2 separate regions of the Cydia pomonella genome follow, and region 2 is linked to region 1. A link is a contact called in public Hi-C data. All regions are on one chromosome and are shown on one strand. Each heading gives the region's core, a stretch centred on a gene start, on an enhancer-like site or on the middle of the called end of the contact. The rest is flanking DNA. Distances are from core to core; before and after follow the strand shown.

The links. A called contact is a pair of places that touch in the nucleus more often than the background predicts.
Region 2: a contact with region 1 is called in a Hi-C map of whole body, with 8 times the contacts expected there. The contact joins the promoter of LOC133523603 here to the promoter of LOC133523626 in region 1. A contact is called at or near these places in 2 of 2 Hi-C or Micro-C datasets (both in whole body).

Annotation. Positions count from the first base shown.
Region 1 is chr12:12,270,796-12,277,478 of ilCydPomo1, forward strand. LOC133523626 (lysosomal cholesterol signaling protein) reads left to right here and starts at 4,509. Exons shown (of 15, transcript XM_061859310.1): 1 at 4,509-5,244; 2 at 5,355-5,472; 3 at 5,610-5,899; 4 at 6,254-6,564. The coding sequence starts at 5,384. It overlaps LOC133523615 (meiosis-specific with OB domain-containing protein), which reads right to left and starts at 4,626. Exons shown (of 8, transcript XM_061859296.1): 1 at 4,246-4,626; 2 at 4,009-4,067; 3 at 3,657-3,810; 4 at 2,556-2,727; 5 at 1,683-1,852. The coding sequence starts at 4,492.
Region 2 is chr12:12,676,297-12,683,029 of ilCydPomo1, forward strand. It overlaps LOC133523603 (intraflagellar transport protein 172 homolog), which reads right to left and starts at 3,329. Exons shown (of 36, transcript XM_061859272.1): 1 at 3,179-3,329; 2 at 2,883-3,054. The coding sequence starts at 3,217. It overlaps LOC133523622 (large ribosomal subunit protein eL14), which reads left to right and starts at 3,458. Exons shown (of 2, transcript XM_061859306.1): 1 at 3,458-3,597; 2 at 3,840-4,409. The coding sequence starts at 3,846. The coding sequence ends at 4,346. It overlaps LOC133523631 (a long non-coding RNA gene), which reads left to right and starts at 4,426. Exons shown (of 17, transcript XR_009800251.1): 1 at 4,426-4,560; 2 at 4,744-4,836; 3 at 5,041-5,120; 4 at 5,938-5,970.

The DNA of each region.
Region 1 (6,683 bases), core at 3,259-5,758:
GATAAAATCGCCTCTTCGGGATAATTCTCACATAAACTTCTCACTTTTTTTAAGAAGTCCTTTTGAAGGTCCTGGTTCGGTCTCTGGTTTGGTGTCTAAGGTATCGGCATTCGAAGCTGAAGGCATTGTATGTATTGAAAACATACCACTGAGCCAATCTTAATTTTTGTCAAAAAAATATTTTCTCACCCTTGATGAAGCTTTCCACTTTTTTGTGAAAGTAGGTAAAAATTGTTTACTTAACTGAATATAGATTTGGCCAAGTATTGCTTCTGAAAGATTTGGATATTTAATCTTCAGGCTTTCAATACACTTATGCACATCCCGGTCACTTGAAATAGCAATTTCGTCTAACTCTGCATTTGAAATGCTGAAACTTGCCATGACATGACTATCAATAATAACTATGTTACTTTCTCGAAACGATAATAGTAAATGAAGAAAAAGACAACTACGTACACATTTTATACCCAAATCAAGTTATTTGTTCATTAACTACCCTCATTAATTAGTTTATCTCTGTCATTATTTTTCCTACATCTCAATAAGCTCATTACTTAAATGGTCTTTACTCAAAAGTTTGTAAGTACTAGCAGCTAGAATCAATTAGATAATCATATTGGATAATTAAGGTAGTTTTTGGTGAAAAGGAAGGAGTAGCTTAAAAGTAATATCCAATTGAATGTTGAATGTGGCCAAAATAATGACCATGTTGTTTAAATCCAAGCCATGCCCTTACCAATACATGAAATCACTGATATTACCTATCATAAAAAATACCTTAATGTACGGCACATCAAATAAAAATCATATTTTGGATATTTTACCGATAGTTTTAGAAATATATTACCTGAAAAAACAACTTTTTTGACGAAAAATTCGTAAGTGTTCAGCATAACGTGTTCCGTATTATTTATTAACAAATAAATAATACATCAAAATTAAAATCCTTTCAGTACAGGGTTGTACTGTAAGATACTATTCTACTGTAAGATATAAGTCAAATAAATGACTTTAGTTCAGGGGTACCCAATCTTTTTCAACATGCGGCGCAGTTACAAGTTTAGTATTTTGCAACGGCGCCCTTGTAAATTTAAAATCACGGTCGAAAAAGAGTGACACGACGCTATATTATTTACCGATGCGAGCGCTCAAATAGGTACCCGCGAATATTTGTGGTTTCGGATAATGATAGAACTCACGGCGCCCCTCTTTACTTTCTACGGCGCACCAGGGCGCCGCGGCGCACACTTTGGGAACCCCTGCTTTAGTTAATATGTAATTTTTGGACTTTATTCCGCCCCTGAACCAATGTGCGGCGGGTGCTCTGTTCGTTATCTCTTTCCTCTACAAAACGGAAAAATGCTGGGATCGACTACGAGAAAAGCGCTACAAAAACGTTGTCTGTAAATGTGTTAAGAGGGAGCGTAAAGCCAGGAAATTAGAAGGGAACAATAGAAATGGGATGTCGCGCGAAACATGCGACGGAAGATATGGTATTCCGCAGGCCTAATACCCCCCTAAAAAAATGGGCCGTTTTGGGACTAGCCAGGCCAAATTTAGAGTTGAAGACCCTGGGGACACTAATGAATTTAGAGTTGCACTGTCGCGATGTAGGTGTTTGTGCAGGTGTATCTTTAAAAATTGTTTTCTAAAAGTCTGGGCCATATGAAGGAACTTACGTGTATTAGCCTGGTTCCTGACATACAGCAGCAGCGCCTCGGCGTCGGCGCTGTGTGGTTGATGGGTAACCACAGACCGCATCGACACCTGCACGCCCACGCGCCCGCGCCACGACACGCGTGCGTCTGATATGAACAACACGCTTTCAAGCGGACGCCAGTCTTCAGCCCTAGAATGATGTATCGATTGAATCTTTTTTTAAGGTTCCGTGGCCAAAATGGCAAAACTTGAACCCTTAGTTTCGTCATGTCCGTCTGTCCGTTTTTTTTTTAAAAGAGGTCTCAGCGCGCCGAAAGCATCCTTAAGTTAACGTCACAAGCCTACTTAAATAAATATATTATAGGGCACTTTTTTGTTTATAAGCGGTTATTTTAGATTGACACTTACGAACGGATCCGATGTTGGGCTCGACCAAGGGTCATTTATATACCTACTTCTTTTTCACGAAATATCAGAACATCGTTAACAATCTTTGAAATATAAAAAAAATTAAATGAAATGTAAGATTTTTGCAGAAATCGCGAAGATGACTCATCGTTACGTCAACCAGTCGCAACGCGATTTCTGCAAAAATCTTACTGCGCACTGGGATCCCACATACCTAATGATCTGAGGACCTAATAGAGTTTCAACGCCAAACATTTTTTTTACACTTAAAATATTGTTATCGATGGCGATGGCGATGTCATCAGTGATGACCGAAGAGCTGGCGGCTTCCTTGCACAACATATTAGTATTGCGGAGAAAATGCCGCCAGCATCCAATGCCTTAAATCATTGCAATGCCTCATGAGCCTATTTTAGATTTAAGCTAGTTTTAGTAATATCTATTATGTAAATAAAGATTATAATTTACATACAAAAAATAATCACCTTTGTATAGTATCAATGTCGAATATAGCAAGCTCAATGGAGGCGGGCGTGGTGTTGTCAATAATCTCCACGCTCCGCAAGGTCATGTCCACACCCGCTTTGGTCTTGATACTTTTCACCGGCTTTACGGACTTTACTACAACCAGCAAATCGACGTACACATTCTCCCCTTCTGTATAGGATATACAAAACAATAATTTTATATAGTAAAAACAAAACATTAACTCAAGTGGAATGAAATGCAATTTAATTAAGTGATTAGACAACCATGACGACACGTATGCGTGACATAACTTCTTGAAGTTATCCCTCCGTTATTCGATTAACTAGTAGTTATCAGGCCGTACAATTAAAATTTAAACTATAGATCGTGTCATTCAAGAAGACACGTGCGTTGGCTCGTGTCCTCATGTTATTAAAGGTTAGATTTGTCAAATCTGCGCCTCATGGTGAATGACATGAAAATCGCTGATAGCATGCTAGCAGTCCGGAAATAAGTAGATTTACGATTTTCAAGGTAGGTAGTGTTATTTTGATACTAAACATAATAGTAGTGTAATATTTACACATATATGTAGTCGCCGAGTGTTATTCAAGCAGCAAAACTGCCAGTTCGAGCGGTCTCAACAAGAACGGCGTCAAGACCTGTTCCGGTGACGTCACATCGTCGTTAATAAATACCCTGACGTAGCCAACGGAGCATTCATTCGCTAACCAGCCGTCGAGTTGTAAAGAAGTATCAGATTAAGTATTGATTATCTTGATTATAGGTATTAATTAGCTAATGTTGCCTTTTGCTATGCATATCAATTAATTAAAATAAAGTAACTGTATAGATTATGTTTGAACTTGCTAAGGTTGCTTACATGTTGTATTTAATAAGAGAATCAATTAATGATTAAATATAGCACTGTACTATTATCCACCCTGTCTAGTTGTAGGTTTATGGTACAATAAAGAGTGTTATTTGGTATTAACATTGTGTTTCTCTCATATATTAGGTAATTACAACTGGTGATGATCGATATCTACTCCATTAAAACGCTTTGACGACAATGTGTCGTGATTGGCGCTGAAACATTGAAGGCAAAGTTTACTTACCCGGCAGTTTCAGCACTTCGCCTAGTCCGTAATAACCGGAGGACGGTTTGGACGGTATGTGCAGGAGCGGTAGGAACGACGCAAACGAGTCCCCGGTGTGGATGCACACGTCGGACGTCCCCTCGTTCAGGACTAGGTCGAAAGGGGAAGATACCTAGAATATTACACATTTTGTGTCGTCAAATTATTCAGATCTTAGGTATAAAATTGACAAAATTAACAAAAGTATTCAAAGCCCGAGACATAAAATGTACCTACTTCAATTTGGAAAATAGTCCCTTCACTTATGCCGAAGAAAAATATTGTAGTTGTAACATGATTATATAGGTAAAAGATCAGTAGATATACTTACTAGTGGTCTATACGCATTATTGCCGCTTTTGACGCATATCTTCGGTTGTGAAATTTCGACTGAAAAGGTATTTTATTCAGTTGTAACAAGTACATGTAACTGATACAACAAATATCTCGTAGCACAAAATTTAGAAACTTCATAAAAAGTTTTCCCTACTGAAGATGTGTTGGTTGTGGACCACAACTTGTGGTAACTATTACTAACTATTTATAAAACTTATGAAAATAAACTTACCCACGTCGCCAACTAGAAATCTTTCATAAAATGTTAAGGAAAAATATTCCGAGCCCCAGACGTCGACATTAATGGTATCCACTTCCGAATCTCTCATAGTAAAAGACGTAACACCTCTAGAATCTCCATTTTTCTTCTTGGACCCTACTGTACGCGGCTTATTTTTAGCAATAATAATTCCTACAATTAAGGCATTATTTAAGTTTATATTTAGATTATTCAAACGAACTCTTTGAACTCCTGACATTTTATTGTGAGTATTTGGAATTGTAAATATTTTTTTCCGAGTTGCTAACTTATGAATACTTCTTCCATTAATTTCAATCGGCCTGCCGCCATAAAATATACTGTGTTGAGTACCGGATATGCATGTAGTTTTTTTTTTTTATAATGAAAGCCGTACTTCCGTTTACCGGTTTTTTTATTTGTCTCTATCATAAAAATCTTAAGCATTCTTTACACGCCATGCAATCCAACTATGGAACCCACATGCAACCCCTCATGAATAGAAGCTGGCAACATTGAAGCTATTCCAGCAAGACATTAAAACGTGCATTTATAAGAGCAGTCTTTTTTTTGTTATTTCTTTTAATGGAAATATTGATATTGAACTTGCATACATCTTGCATATCGATTGATGACAGAATGTCAAGTGTCAACGATGTAATGAAATAAAAATTAAACAAAAACGCTGAAAATTTTCACTTATCATAGATTTGAAGACAAATCATTAATGATAAAAATCTGTGGCTGTGTCAGCTCACGTCGCGTTATCATTGTGCCCAGTGTTATCGATATTTTCAGTTTGTTTTTTCTATACTATGTAACCTATGTGAAAGTGTCGGCGTAGTATATAAATACCTGTTAATATTTATAATGTTTTTGGAATTCCTTGTTATCAAATGATTACTTAACATTAGCGTCCCTCAACTACTTTACTGACTTCCGAGTTAAAGTTTTTTAAGATGTATTTTACTTATATGCTTCAGTAACATATTGGTAAGTGAATATTATTATTTAGAGACACATTGCCGATAAAAGGAAATTTAACAATTAACATGTATAATAACTTACGTAAGGTTTCACTAATAAATGACATATTGTTTTAGATTACCTTAAAATAACAACTTACAATAAAATGGAAGAATCAACTTTCCTCCTTGATCCAGCTAAAGCAGATAATTTATATCCAGCACTGTTCCAGTGCTTTACTATTATATTATGTGGGTGAGTTGAAATCAATTGATATTTAATAAAAAATACTGAAAAAAGAAAAAATCATCACATACCTCTGTTATGAAAATAAAATTCTTAACAAATTGATTTAATTAAAACAGGAGTCAATATATATTTTCATATTGTAGGTATATTGCTGGCCGCCTAAATGTGGTGTCACAGACAGAATCAAAAGGGATTGGCACATTTGTGGGCACCTTTGCCCTTCCATCACTCATCTTCTTATCCCTGGCTAGACTGGATTTCAGTACAGTCAACTGGACATTCCTTCTGGCTATACTATTAGCCAAAGGCATTGTGTTCTTTGCCGTTATGATTGTCACCATTCTGGTGTCCAAACCAGTGAACCTTGGGAGAGCTGGTATATTTGCCATCTTTTGCACACAGAGCAATGATTTTGCCTTGGGATATCCAATAAGTAAGTATTGAAGTGTGTAGACTTACTATGGTGTTATTCATAAAAACTTTACTGGCCTGAGTTAGCTATGAATTGTTTGTCTTTATCTGTCATTTTGACTTATGTATTTGTAAGAAAGGGATAAAACATAATTTAATTAAATCAGGCCAGTAAAGTTTTATGAATAAAGGGGTTAGCAATCAACTTTTCTTGATGGAAGTAATTGTATTACAGTCTGCAAGTTAAATTATTAATCAGTAAGGTTGTCACACTCTTTGAAAACTGCAACAATTTGTATGAAAAAAATACTTCACATGCTGTAATATTGTGTTGTTCATTTATGTTTTTGATTAAGGATCTAAATATAAATTTCAGTCAATGCTATCTATGAGCACACACATCCAGAATATGCTCTCTTCCTATATTTGATGGCACCAATATCGCTAGCAATACTAAATCCAGTTGCTTTTGTGCTAATGGAGATCAAGAAACAACGAGACAATGCTCAGATAGTGACCACATCGCCTGAAGGGGAGAGATCAAGTGAACTGTGCAAGTTCAAGTTGTTAAGGCAAATAGTCAAAGGCATAGCTTTTAACCCTGTGTTGGTGATGACAGTGCTGGGTATTATAGGCAATATTGCCTTTAAACATCAACTTTCGCCATATATTGAGTTGCTACTGAAAGTAAGTATCAGTGTTCTTTATTAAATCCGGCGACCGGTTTGGCCTAGTAGGTAGTGACCCTGCCTACGAAGCTGATGGTCCCGGGTTCAAATCCTGGTAAGGGAATTTATTCGTGTGAT
Region 2 (6,733 bases), core at 2,079-4,578, 400 kb after region 1:
TCTTTGTTCTTATCGCATTTCTATTTGGGCCAACGAATTCATATGACAGCCTGTAATTACCATAAGTCCTCTGAATTGGTGGAAAGGATTGTGTGGAACAAAACTTCTGTCAACTATTGCCGTAAGGTTACTTAGTGTCCTTCCGTCATCTGCTGCATCAGAAAGGAACTGGTCGTTGTTTGGTCGCACCCACACCAAGGATAGGAACCGGCTTTTGCCAGAACGGCTGAATAAACTTATTTATATTCGATCTAATTTGCACTTGCAAATTAACAGTTCCACTGTCGACGACGTCATTGATTCGGGTATGATAGATTTAGATGATGGCAGTGACAGTGATTAATAAATGTAATAATTAATATTAAAGTTTCATTTCTTTCCCAAAAAACTGTAAAATACGGAAAAAACGAAAATTTCACAGCGTTCTGAAAAAAACGATTTGATTTTTTCGAGAATTTTCAACCCTATAAGCAATTATAGCTTTCATTTTGGGAAAATATGTACCTATGTGGAATTGTTATTTCTGTAAAGTTACCGGCAGGCATATAGCGACAATGTGGTAGTTACGTATAGAATCCATAACCACTTTTCATACAAAAAATGTATTCAAATTACTAAACTTCGAAACCACTTTTTTAAATGCAAAACAACATTATTTTGTATTATTTTAACACTTTTTGTTTAATTTTATGCATAAACTAATGTGTACAGTCAAGGAAATTGATTCTTTAGCAGTTAACGTGTCACGTTACAATGGACAGCTCTTACCATAAGTATGTACAGCCAAATTTACTTGAACCGCAAGTTGCTAAAGAATCAATTTCCGCGACCGTACAATGCTCGTTGAAACAAATTACGTTGATTTTATGTTAGATTTCTAAGAATGAAGTTGGTTTTTGTTTTGTTTAAAAAAACACTTTATTGAACATTGTAGTTGCATAATTTTTATTTTTTTTATTATTATTCCTTCATTAAAGACGTGCCAAGGCAATATATGTAAGTTAGCCGGGAACTTGTCCATTTAATTCACAAAAATATTTTATTTATATTTCACGTTTCGATACCCTACGTGCTTTATTTTATAATGTCTCAATTATATGTTAAATGTTAGAGATCAAAAAATGTCATTTTAACAATATTTGAAATATAAAACTATAACTGTTCCAAATTTTAGCTGTCTCCGTTAAACGGTCTCTGAGAAAATCGCATATAACCGATTTGCAAAACCAAACTGATTCCATAAGTGTTCCGTGAACAAAGTTTTGTACGGAACACTAAAAATGGTCCATGTGCAAATATATCAGACATTGAACATTTTTGGTAATTAGAGACAAAGTATATTTTACATTTCAAATATTGTTAATGATGTGTTGTTATTCCTTGTACCTAACGGAAAACGATTATCAATTTATCAGGTCCGACATCGGGATATCGGGAAGTGTGGATGTAATTGGCGCTAAAGATGTGGGGACGGCCACGAAAACCAGCGAATGTGTCAGATTTATAGGTAGTAGTAAGCGATTTGTCACTATAAGCGAAATCATCTTATCCGACTTTCTTACAAAGAATTTTATATGAAAACAATGCTTTTTTTCAGGATATCTATAGTCTAGCACAGCGACCTTGTCAGCAGAAATGCATGTGGCATTTAGAGACAAAGTATTATTTACATTTCAAATATTGTTAACGATGTGCTGATATTCCGGGAAACGAAAACGATTACCAGGCCCGAAATCGGGAAGTGTGCATGTAATTGGCGCTAAAGCCAAAACAAATATAACTTTTATACATACCGCAACCTTGGCATAGACTCCACACTCGCACAACTTCACGGCGATTTCGCAGTTTGGTTCGCTGCAAGATGGCGCCGAAGCGTCAGCTGATCGGATTTAGTTTGCGGCAAGGTTGATCAAGTTCGCACCCAATATAACCAAGTAGCCGCCATAGAAGGTTATGACAGTTCAGATTAACCGACTCGTGAGCGAATCGCGGCGCGAAGCGATCGCGAGTGTGGAGTCTTGGAAGTTCGCGCTTCTCGTCTCCTTTGACGCGGGCCAAATACCGACAAAAAACGGGGAATAAGGCGCGAAGGCGAGAACAATCTGCGAAAACGACGCGAGGGCCCTCCACACTTTTGTTCGCGGCTTCGCGCCTCGATTCGCGCACGAGTGTGGAGGGCCTTTAAAGCAACATGAGTTAAACGCCAATTACATCCACACTTCCCGACTTCGGGCCCGAAATCAGTCCCGAAATATCACATCGTTAACAATATTTGAAATGTAAAAAAATATTTGTCTCTAATTGCCAAAAATGTTCAATGTTTGATATTTTTGCATACGGACCATTTCCATTTTTTACATTTCAAATATTGTAAACGATGTGCTGATGTTTGGTGAAACGGAAAAATATTATTTCTCGGGTCTAATATCAGTCCTGGAGGCCTACCGCGAAAATCGAAGTCGTCAATTGCGGGAATTTTTCTCTGTCTCTCTAATTACGTCTTAGTGAGAGTAAAAGAGAAAGATCCCCGCAATTGGCGAATTCCGGTTTTCGCGGTAGGCCCCCTGATAAAGTGTGGATGTAATTGGCATTGACACTTGATAATAAATATGAAAAGGTGATAACAATTTTAAACAGAGTCTGTTCGGAAAGAGAAGAGTCTTGGAATGTATTAAGCCCCATACATTCCATGACTCTTCTCTTTCCGCACAGACTATCAACCACATATTGACGAAAACAATATATCAACTAATAAGTCAACTTTTGCAATGATACGTAATGTTTACACCATCCTATGGTACTTAGGTAGGTTAACCAATGATAATAACCAACAAAATCAAATTATAACTAGGTTCGCTTGTATAACATTAATGTGTAAGTACTTGTAATAACGTAGGACTTCTTCCCAGCGGCAGGGTCAGCGGGTTTAGTGCTAAACTTGTCTCGTCGCACTCCATCACGGTCGAACAGAAGCACCTGCCGCTCGCACGTCGCCACCGCCAGCTTCACGTTGTTCGCTGACCAGCAGATGTCGGCAATAGGACTTTCGCCCTCCTATATATATATAAGCGTAATATTTTACGTGATTTACCTAATTAAATGAACAAATTATGTACTAGCAATAAATTAACCTTAAGTTACAAAATATAGATCGCAATTAATTTTGAACTATTCTTACTTGTGCTTCCATTATCGTTTTTGAATATTTCAAACGCATTTTAATGTAGTATTATAATAAACGCAAACGTATAATATATTTATTTCAAGTCACGTTTGTGTTGTTCTGTCATTGTTGCATAGCGACAGGCCGACAGCCGACGACATTTAAATTGGCGCCATCCATCCATTGTGTATATCATCGGAAATACACAGCCATAAGCCATAAAGAAATATAGACTAAAGTAGTGACGTCAGGGTTCCATTATTGAGTTCTATGGAACCCCTAAAAATATGTAGAATCGTGTGAAACTGACTTTATGCTAAACCGATATTTAACGGTATCGCACTACTCTTGTACATGGCAACACTTTGTCATAGCTGTCAATTTACCGGAAATTCTTTTCGTTAGTACTTTTCATTCGTGAAGACGTTGTCTAGGTTAGAATTTTGTTTAATCTTTTTGAATCGTGCTTATAGTGTGTTGTTTTTGAATTTTAATTTAATTTGGTGAATTATGAGTTCAATTACATTCATGTTCCAAATATATTTGGTTTAACACTAATAGTGACACAAGGATTATAGTGCCGGACTTGTGTTTTGCTATTTAGAAGTAGTATAAAAGAATCTTCTCATGTGGATAAGTGATAAAATTTAATAAAGTAAACTTTTTTGTGTTGCAGGACGTCATGCCATTCGCGAGGTACGTTGAACCAGGGCGAGTCGCCCTGGTAGCCGATGGCCCCTTGAAGGGAAAGCTTGTGAGCGTAGTCGACGTCATTGATCAGACACGCGCCCTCGTCGACGGACCCGGCAGCGGTGTCCCCCGCCAACAGATCCGCCTTAACCAGCTGCATTTGACAAAGTTCCGTCTGAGCTTCCCCTTCACAGCGCCCACCCGCGTCGTGAGGAAAGCGTGGACAGATGCTAAGCTGAATGAGAAGTGGGCCGAGAGCCAATGGGCACAGAAGCTCGCTAACAAAGAGAAACGCGCCGCTATGACGGACTACGACCGTTTCAAGCTGACGTCAGCACGTGTGAAGAGGAACCGCGCGAGAACAGCGGTGTTCAAGAGCCTGAAAGTCAAGGCGGCTCGCTCCGGCGTCTTCGGCAAAAAGGCCGTCCCCAAAACGAAAGTCCCGAAGCCACGTACCAAGAAGCCCGCCGCCAAAAAACCCGCGAAGAAGTAATTCTTGTGTCTTAGAGGTTAAGTGATAATCAAGGGACAAAATAAAGAATTACTTTTTAAGCTAGATGCTGTGTTAAATTGTTAGTCCCTTTTAATATCCGTTTTGTGAAATGAGGTGAGTCAAGTGGTTATTACAGAACATGTGGTGTTTTTTCTTTACTCAATTTGTTTTATATTTCAGGGGTGGATTGGAACTTGCTGCTATAAACTAAAAGGTGAGCTTAATATGTAAATCACCCATATATTTTTGATAATTCTTTTTGAAATGATGATTTTAATTATAGTCTCGTTCGTATGAACTAAATGATTTTAAATATACCACCTTACTGAATCTTGTTACTTTAGCATCAAAATTTTTAAACTCTTTATTTGTTACTTATGCAAGAAAAATATTTCAGGTTCGCATTCATGAAACAAACAAGATGATGAAATACTTGATAATGGAATAAATTAAACTAAGGAGCTGCCTGGAGACTTATTACCTCTTTATGGTGAGTAAAAGTAATTGAATAAAATTTGGATATTTTGTAATTTGTAGACAGTAGCCAACAGTTTAAATGATGAATATATATTTATAGTCTCGTTCGTATGAAAATGTATGATTTCAAACTTACCACCTTACTGATAAATCTTCTTATTTTGTTTTATTTCGTTCAGGGGTAGTCTGTGGATTTTAATTAATTTATACATTTCAGTTACCACAAGTGAAACTGGCTAAGAGAGGTGAATCTAGTTCCTGTGGCCAGACTGAATACGATGCACATCTAAAAAATAGGTAACTATGCATTTACTTTTTAAGGTTATGTAGTCAGAATCAGAACTTATCAAATCATTTCTCATCTTGGTATGTCTGTCAGTCTACCAATATGCCACCAGCATTTAATTATAGCCAGGTCCACACAGAGTGAGCATACGCACGAGGCAATTTCCTCACGCAAAAACCGGCCAGTGTACACATGCCTCGGGCGAGGAAAACGCACGTGCCGCCTCGGCCTTTTCCTCGCCCGAGGCACATCTACACTGGCCGGTTTGTGCCCGAGGACATTGCCTCGCACGTACGTGCTCGCTTGTTCGCTCTGTGTGGACCCGCCTAATGATTTAGATTTGATTTAATTTTAGAATAGAATAGTTTTATTCATAAACAAAACAAATTAATTTGTAGAAAGAATAAAGTGTTAATATTGCTGGTGACTTCCAGATTATAAATGATGCATTCTTATTATCCCTCATAGGGATATAATTAAATATGAGCTATGTAATAATAAGCAACATGTGTGTTAACAAACCAAGCTACTTTGCCTGTCAATTTCCATTTGTCCATTTCATGTAGCTTCTAAACTATAGGTAATGATAATAATTAGGATATATACTTGCTTGACCCTGCCAAAGCCGATGTGTGAACAGGTCTACTGTCATGCGTGACTCTGGTCAGGAACATTATCACACTCCGTGTAAGTTGTGTGATCTCATGGCCACATAACCAAGGGTTGAGTGTGACAACTATTGACACAAATTGTTAGATACAGATTATGTCATATCATATTATTCTTTTGCATTTCATTATAGTATTATGTGTTATTTTGTTGTTCCAGATCCTAATGAGGATAAACCAGAAGAGCTATTAGGTAAGTGTTAACGACTTAATTAACCCTACAGGTGGCATACTATACAAATATAGTGAACAATCCTTTGCCATCGTATTTTCTCGGAAACATTCGTATTTTTCATACTACTTCAGTCAACCTCGGTCCTTTTTTTACTGGGACTGAAATAGCATAACGCGTTCGTCCGTACATCACTTACAGTTGTTAGAATTGTAGCTTTCTGTCAATTCAATATTCTAGACATTCTCACTGTGGGAGTTGGACACATAGTGTAACAATAATTTTACTCAAACAAAGCAAACTTAACTCTTAGGCCAGGCAACAAATGCTCAAAAAAGTTATGGAGGGAAATGCTTGGAACACAATTCTTAACTTTGTAACTTTCTTTGAACTAGTAAGGAGGTGAACATATCAGTTCCCGCCTTTGAGCCCAGGGAGAAAGGGGGATTCAAAGGTCCCATTTTTCGATTATATCTTGGAAACTATGCATCTTAGCGACATGAGAACTTCAATGGAAGTTGATTAAATTCGTTTTATTTAGTCAAGTTTTTCGATATCTTGTCTCGTTTTTGAGATATCCACTCTTGAAAGTTTATTTGGGGCCCTCAATTTGATCTTGATATCTTCATCAGTGAAGCTGCTTAGGACGTGTTTGGTATAGTTTTCATATATATCGGGTGCTAAATTAATTATGGTATCACATTGACGCCATTCCGAAGTAAAAAAAAAAATGTACTGTTAAATGTAAATGTAATGTATGTCAAAGTACGTCACGCTTAAACGG